Regions from separate parts of the Mus musculus genome. Here region 2 is linked to region 1. A link is a contact called in public HiChIP or PLAC-seq data. All regions are on one chromosome and are shown on one strand. The core of a region is the stretch at or near the end of the contact, and the rest is flanking DNA. Distances in the headings are between cores, read along the strand shown. Region 1 holds the start of Mpp3 (membrane protein, palmitoylated 3 (MAGUK p55 subfamily member 3)). Region 2 holds the start of Rundc3a (RUN domain containing 3A).

Region 1 (3,281 bases), core at 454-2,953:
AGAAAACATCATCTGGCTTTTCAAAATTTTCAAAGCTTAAGCACCACCAGAAAAAGCACGTCTGTGTCAGGTATGGTGGCACGTGCCTGTGATCCCAGAGGTCAGAAGGCAGAGGCAGGTGGATTCTGTGAGTTCCTGGCCAGCCTGGTCTACAGAGTAAGATCCTGTTTCAAGGCCAAAAATAAAAATAAAAACAAACAAAAAACCGTGCACTGGCTGCTTTTGTGTGCCAACTTGACACAAGCTAGAGTCAGCAGAGAGAAAGGAGCCTCCGCTGAGGAAATGCCTCCATGAGATCTTGCTGTAAGGATCTCAGTTAGTGATCAAGTGGGGAGGGCCCTGACCGTTGTGTGTGGTGGCATCCTTGGCCTGGTGGTCCTGGGTTCTACAAGAAAGCAGACTGAGAAAGCCACGGGAAACAAGCCAATAAGCAGCACCCCTCCATGGCCTCTGCATCATCTCCTGCCTCCAGGTTCTATCCCTGCTTGAGTTCCTGTCCTGACTTCCTCCTGTGATGGAAGTGTAAACCAGGTAAACCCTTCCCTCCCCAACTTGCCTTTTGGTCATGGTGTTTCAACGCAGCAGTAGAAAACCTAACCAAGACCATTTCTTAGTTTTTCTCTGCTCTAAATGGGGCCTGCTGTCTGTCTACCCATATCACGTCACTGGGGCCTGTCATAAATGTAGACTGATACTACTTGCCCCACAAGCCTCAGGTGACTCATAGACACAATTTGGAGCAGCTTGAGGGACGAAGGGAAATTTCTTGGTGACATTTGCTGCCCTCTTACAGCCTGCCTGTTCACTGCAAGCTGCAAAGACTGTCGACTGCCTACCTCTCTGGGACATGTGCCTCCTAACCGGCTTAGAATGCGCTGTTCTTTGATGCTGTTATTTGAAGGGAGGGGACACACCCACCAGACCACGTCTCATCCTCTAAGACCCCTACACCACACCACTGCTCACTCACACAGTGGTACCTTTCTACTGCTTCCTGCATACACATCAGTTTCTTTAACTGAAGCGAGGAAATAATTTTGGCTCTCTATCTGAGGCTAATAATCGGTAATCCTAGGAGTATATGGGGATAGAGGGAGCACAATAGAAACCAGCTATTTCGGAGCCACCGCACCTCCTCCCCCAGCCCCCGCCCCAGTAAAGCCTGGGACACTAGAGTCTTTTTTCTTTTCTTTTTTTTTTCTTTCTTTCTTTCTTTTTTCTTTTTTTTCTCTTATTCAGCCCTACCTCCTCCCACCCAGGCAGGCAGCATCCAGCTGCCTTCTTCCCAGGCGTACTTCTCCTCCCTCGCGCCTCCCCGTCCCCAGGGCAGCGTGCACCGATAAATCTTTCGCAGCACGTAGCATTGTTGCCACGGGTTGGCCGGGCTGCTGCCCGCTGCACACCCCTCTCCCGCCCCCCTCCCCCGCCCCCCGCCCCCTGCTCGGCTTGCTAATGACCCAGCACAGCCTCTCTTCCTCGTTTGGCTTTGAAGCTCCAGCCCCTGGCACAGTGCCTGGCACTTGCGGGGCTCTCAATCAATGTTTGCAAAATCGGATTCTCGGCGGAGCAGGTGTCCACCGGGAGCCGGGGGCGCTGGGCGGGGCCTGCGAGGGGGGCCTGCGGGGCCGCGCTCCACCCCTCCGGGCCCGCGCTGCGCCCCCGCCCGTGCGCGCTGCCCCGACCCCGCGCGCCGCGACAGGGAGGGGCCGGCGGAGGCGGAGCCAGTAGCAGCGGAGGCTGGTGGCTCCCGCGCGGCTCCGGGTCACCGATCCCAGATCCTGGCGCGACGAGGTAAGAAGCAGCGCGTGGCACACAAGGGACCTGGTGCGCGGCGGGGAGGGGAGGGGGAGCGGAGACCCGCCCCTCGGGTGCACCACTGCCTTGCGGCCCACCCTCCCCGGCGGGGCTCCGTTCCCAGCCCGCGGTCCCCTTCACTGCTCGGCGTCCGCGCATCCCGTGCGCCCCGCTCATTCCCGCCGCTCTGCATCCCATCTCCCCCCACCTCGGGGGTTTGCTCCCCCCCCCCCAGCTCCTCTGGGAAACCGGCTGGAGCCGGGAGTGTGTGTTTGTGTGGGGAAGTCGGGGGCAGTCGGGGGCCGCAGCTGGAAGCCGCCGAGGGGTGAGCCCGGCGTGGGGGCGGGGGTCGGGTACCATTCTTCTGCCTTCGATGTGACTGGTGCTCCACGCAGCGGGCTGGCTCCATGTCTGTCGAATGAATGAATCATGAGTCCTTGTCCCTCTCTGAAGGAGGACTTTTTTGAGGTCCACGTGCTACAGAGCACCTGGGGAGGGGAGCTCTTGAGATAGGGTACCTGCTTCCGGTAGAACAGAAACTCCGCTCTCACTTCTTCTGTCTTCAGACTGGAGGCTCTCTTTGGGTTGGGGGCTGGAGGTGGGGTCGGCGGTGGGAGCTCTTGCAGGCCTTAACCAGGTACTTGTTGAAGGGATATTGAGACTTGAGCAAGCACTCTTGGAAGGTACCAGCAATAGAGAGGACAGAGCTTGTGGTCGAGAGCATACCGCACAAGCAGGGGGACTTTAGGCCAAGGTCAGTCTGGAAGAAGTGATCTGAGTACCTATTCTGGTTCAAAAGTTATTTAGGGATGCCCAGTCTCTGTTTCCTAATCAGTAAAATGGGTGCATTGGTGTTCATCCTTTAAGGCTTTCTGCATAGTCAGAAAAGAGCAGCATCTTTAGTGTATTGGGGGCGCCCAAGAAGTCTTGCTCCCTGCCCAACCTCCTCCCCAAAAAGTGACTGTTTCTCCCCCCCACCCCCCATCTTATTTCTTCTGTCCTCACAGAGGTCATAAGCAGATCCTGGTGATGTGTGTTCATTACTGAGAGATTCCTCTCCCACCCACACAAACTGTAGGGACAGCTGGGGACCTGCTGGGCACAGGCATGCCAGTACTGTCTGAAGACTCGGGTGAGTGTCCTTAACCTGGGCTGCAGCTTCGGGGGGCCTCCCAGGATTGGAGAAAACCAAACCATAAGCAGGACCAGTGCTGTAGCAGCTGCCTCTGACCGATCTGTTGCCCGGCAGGCCTGAGCCTGCAGGGTGAACGGTGTCAAGGCAGGATGGGAGTGTTGTCTGCGAGACTTTTCAAGGACAGGAAGTGCCACTGTTACTGGACCTTGTTTCTCTGGCTCTTCCTCAGGTTTGCATGAGACCCTGGCACTGCTCACCTCTCAGCTCAGGCCTGACTCCAACCACAGGGAGGAGATGGGCTTCCTGAGAGATGTCTTCAGTGAGAAGAGCCTCAGTTATTTAATGAAGGTGA
Region 2 (3,281 bases), core at 516-3,015, 370 kb before region 1:
GCACTAGCTAGTATCTAACGCGGCACACCACGACACATTCTTTGGAGTGGTTTTACACCTAAGATGTAAAACCTAAGAAAAAGCACCAAAGGCTCAGAGTGTGGATAGGAGGGAGACGGCCACAGGGTTGCCCAGCTAAGAACTGATGCAAAAGCTTGAGCCCAAGTATGGTCCCAAGGGCAGAAATCTCTTGACACCACACTGGCAGGTTTGGAATATGAAGGCAGTAAGTGCTTCCGGCTAGGTCACAGATGCACATCCCAGCCTCCTCCTCACAGAGGTGATGTGCACAGACTTTCGAGACACTGGCAAAGGGGTGCTCTGACACAGAGACAACATGGCTGGGTATGTGTCCAGACTCCAAAGGAACCCTGGGTAACCGGAGACTGGGCATCAGGTGGGCATGATTTCGGGAAGAAGGAACAGGGCTGTGGTTTATGTTCACGCAAGTGGGACTGGCAAGAAAGGACAACTCGGTCCCACACCCAGGAGCACTAAGAGCCAAGACGAAGCACCCCATTGGACATGGAGGCTGCAGGTGGAGAAGGCAGCTGGCATGGAGATCCCAGAGGGAGTGGCAAGGACAGGTGGGGGCTTGGGAGAGAGCCTGCACAGCTGGTGGCTTTCTGGCCTCAGGGCAGGGCAGGCAGGGTGAGTCACTGCAGCCTTGAAGTGGGAAGGATTACTTTCCGGTGTCCAAGAAAGAGGAGAATTTTCCTAGCCCTGCAACTGCCCCACCCTCAGGGATTTAGGGATCTGGGCTCCCAGTCTTTACTTGGGGCCCCAGTTTCTGCAATTAGGCCTTGGGTGCTCCCTACAGCGGGGTAGTGCTCTCGACCTTCATTGGATGGGTTCAGGGCCTTTGTGCACAATTGGTCCAGCCACAGGCTGCTGCTACCTAGAAACACCATCATTGCTTTATGAAGGGTTGAGCATAGTAAAGTCTCTTAGGAAAGCTCCACTCCAAGACGCTAAGCAGGCAGGGGTGGCAGAGGGGACTTGGAGGACATTCACCCCCAACCCCATTGAGCTCCCTTTGCCCACCCTGCCCCCACTGCCAGGAAGAGAGCCAGCCATCCTCCCTCCTCCCCCCTCTCATACACAATGTCACTTCCTGGTTCTCACAGGAAACTGCAGTGCCAATTAAACTCTCTTCATCCCCCAAACCCCAGTCTGGGCATAGGCCTGGCTTAGCCAAGAATAAGGACCAGACATTCCAGCCCGCCTCCCGGTTCCGGGCCTAGGAAGGATAGAGAGCGCGGTCCTCCCTGCCCTGCCTTTTCTCAGTGTCTGCAGAGCATCCTCATGGGCATGCTCAACCCTTAGATTTCTCAGCCTGCTTCAACCTCTCTCATCACCCCACCCCGACCGCCAGCGGCGCCCACCTGCACACGGTGATCAGGTTCCTGCGCTCCACGATCACGTTGCGGGAAGATGCTTTCTTGGAGGGCAGCCCCAGAGCCATGGTGGTCTGGACAAAGCTCGCTTCCATCCAGATGTGCGGCCACTGCTGTCGCCGCCCGCTGCCCCCCACCCCACCCGGCGCCCCGGCCCGCCTCGCAGGATCACGGCTGGGCCGTCTGCCCCCGGGGGCCCTTCGTCTTCTTCACTGCCATCCCTCGGCCTCGACGCCTAAGGCCGGCCCCTTTGCTCCCTCCCCCGGCAGCGATTCCGGAGCAAAACAAGGCCGGGGAGGGAGCTCTCCGAGGTGCTGAGCCGGAGCTCGTCACCCCCTCCCCCAGTCGCCCGTCCCCCCTCCTCGGCCGGTGACGTCAGGGCCATAAGCCCCGCCTCCGGCAGCCCGGGACCAATCCGCAAAGGGCGCAGAGTTTTGGGGGAGGGGAAGGACCGAGGCCCTTGAGAGAGCGGAGGGGGTCCCCCGGAGAAACAACGGAGACTGTGTAGAGAAGGGCCCTTTCTCCACCCCCACACTCAAGGCTGGGGATCCTCGTCTGGTGTCTCAGCTTTGACGCTTCTTTCCCTTGTTTCTGGCCTGAAGTCGGTGCTATCTGTCTCAGATTTCTCATTGTACCCTAAAGAATGGAGACCCTTACCTCCTGCATCCTTATGCCAGCCCTGCCCCCCATCCACTCATCCCAGGCTTGTCAGCCCGGCCCAGGCCACTTCCAGAGACTGCAGGTGGCCTTAAGGTGCTAACCCTTCTGAAACTAAAGGCTGCCACAGAAGCTGCCTCTTCTGTCAGTCTCTGCGGGTTGTATTTATCTGCGCTAGCCAAGCAAGCCAGTCTCTCTACAGGTGGAGGATGGGAACTCAGCGAAACCATTTAGTCCAGAGCTTGGAACCACTCAGGATAGGGATTTGGGGTTACCAACAGTCTGGCGTCCTGGACTTCATGGGGTTCTTAGCAGTAGCCACCCCACCGACCAGTAGATTTAAGGATTAACTCTTTGGCAGCCTACATTGATAGGGGGCCGGTCAAAAATGGTTTCGCTTTTAGCTGGGCAGGACTTGAAGGCATAGTTTGTTTTGGCTTCTGTGCTATCTTTGGATTCCAGGTTGCTCTTCACGTCTCTGCTTGCCCGCTCCATTCCTGGTAAACCACTTCCAGGATTTGAACATTGCCCGAATTCGATTGGGTCATTCCTTTTAATGTGGAATGTAAGGCTATACATTATGGATATCAATGACTTATCAGATCTGATTTGCATTATTTTCTCACATTCTATGGGTTGTCTTTTAAAATTGATACTGTCATTTGATACTCAAAAAACTTGAATTTCCATGAAGTGTCCAACCTGGCCTTTGTTGTCTGTATCTTTGGTGTCAAGTCCTAGAAATCACTGCCTTTGTATGTTTTTGTGTTTTGTTGGTTTTGTTGGTTTGTTTTATTTTGAGACAGGATCTCACTATATAGCTCTGGCTAGCTTGGAATTCCATTTGTCAGACCAGAGTGTTCTCAGATTCACTGAGATCCTCCTGCCTCTGCCTTCTGAGAATTGGAATGCCCTACCATGCCCAGCTCCTTTGTACGTTTTGAGATAGTCTTTTGGGAGGCTGGACTGGAACTTGATCTGAAGCCAAGGATAATCTTAAACTCTGGATCCTAGTGTCTCTGCCGTGCCTGACTTCTTTTTCTGTTTTCAGTGTTGAGAATTGAGCCCAGGACCTGTGGGTTGTAGGCAAGTGCACTGCCACTGGACAGCCATCCCAGATGCCCTGTTTTCTTTGACTTGTAAAGGCTTGCTTGTAGATCTGTGGGCCACATTAAGTGAGTTTGGGATATAGTATCAGGTACTATCTTTCTCCCCATTCATACACAC

The links. HiChIP or PLAC-seq counts read pairs in DNA pulled down with a chosen protein or histone mark.
Region 2: a contact with region 1 is called in a FOXA1 HiChIP or PLAC-seq map of pancreatic cancer cells. The contact joins the promoter of Rundc3a here to the promoter of Mpp3 in region 1. A contact is called at or near these places in 1 of 39 promoter capture datasets (cranial neural crest) and 1 of 115 datasets of contacts at active chromatin or transcription factors (pancreatic cancer cells).

The regions. Positions count from the first base shown.
Region 1 is chr11:102,025,377-102,028,657 of GRCm38.p6, reverse strand. It overlaps Mpp3 (membrane protein, palmitoylated 3 (MAGUK p55 subfamily member 3)), which reads left to right and starts at 1,703. Exons shown (of 19, transcript NM_007863.2): 1 at 1,703-1,791; 2 at 2,802-2,926; 3 at 3,159-3,277. The coding sequence starts at 2,902.
Region 2 is chr11:102,391,887-102,395,167 of GRCm38.p6, reverse strand. It overlaps Rundc3a (RUN domain containing 3A), which reads right to left and starts at 1,765. Exons shown (of 11, transcript NM_016759.5): 1 at 1,386-1,765. The coding sequence starts at 1,492.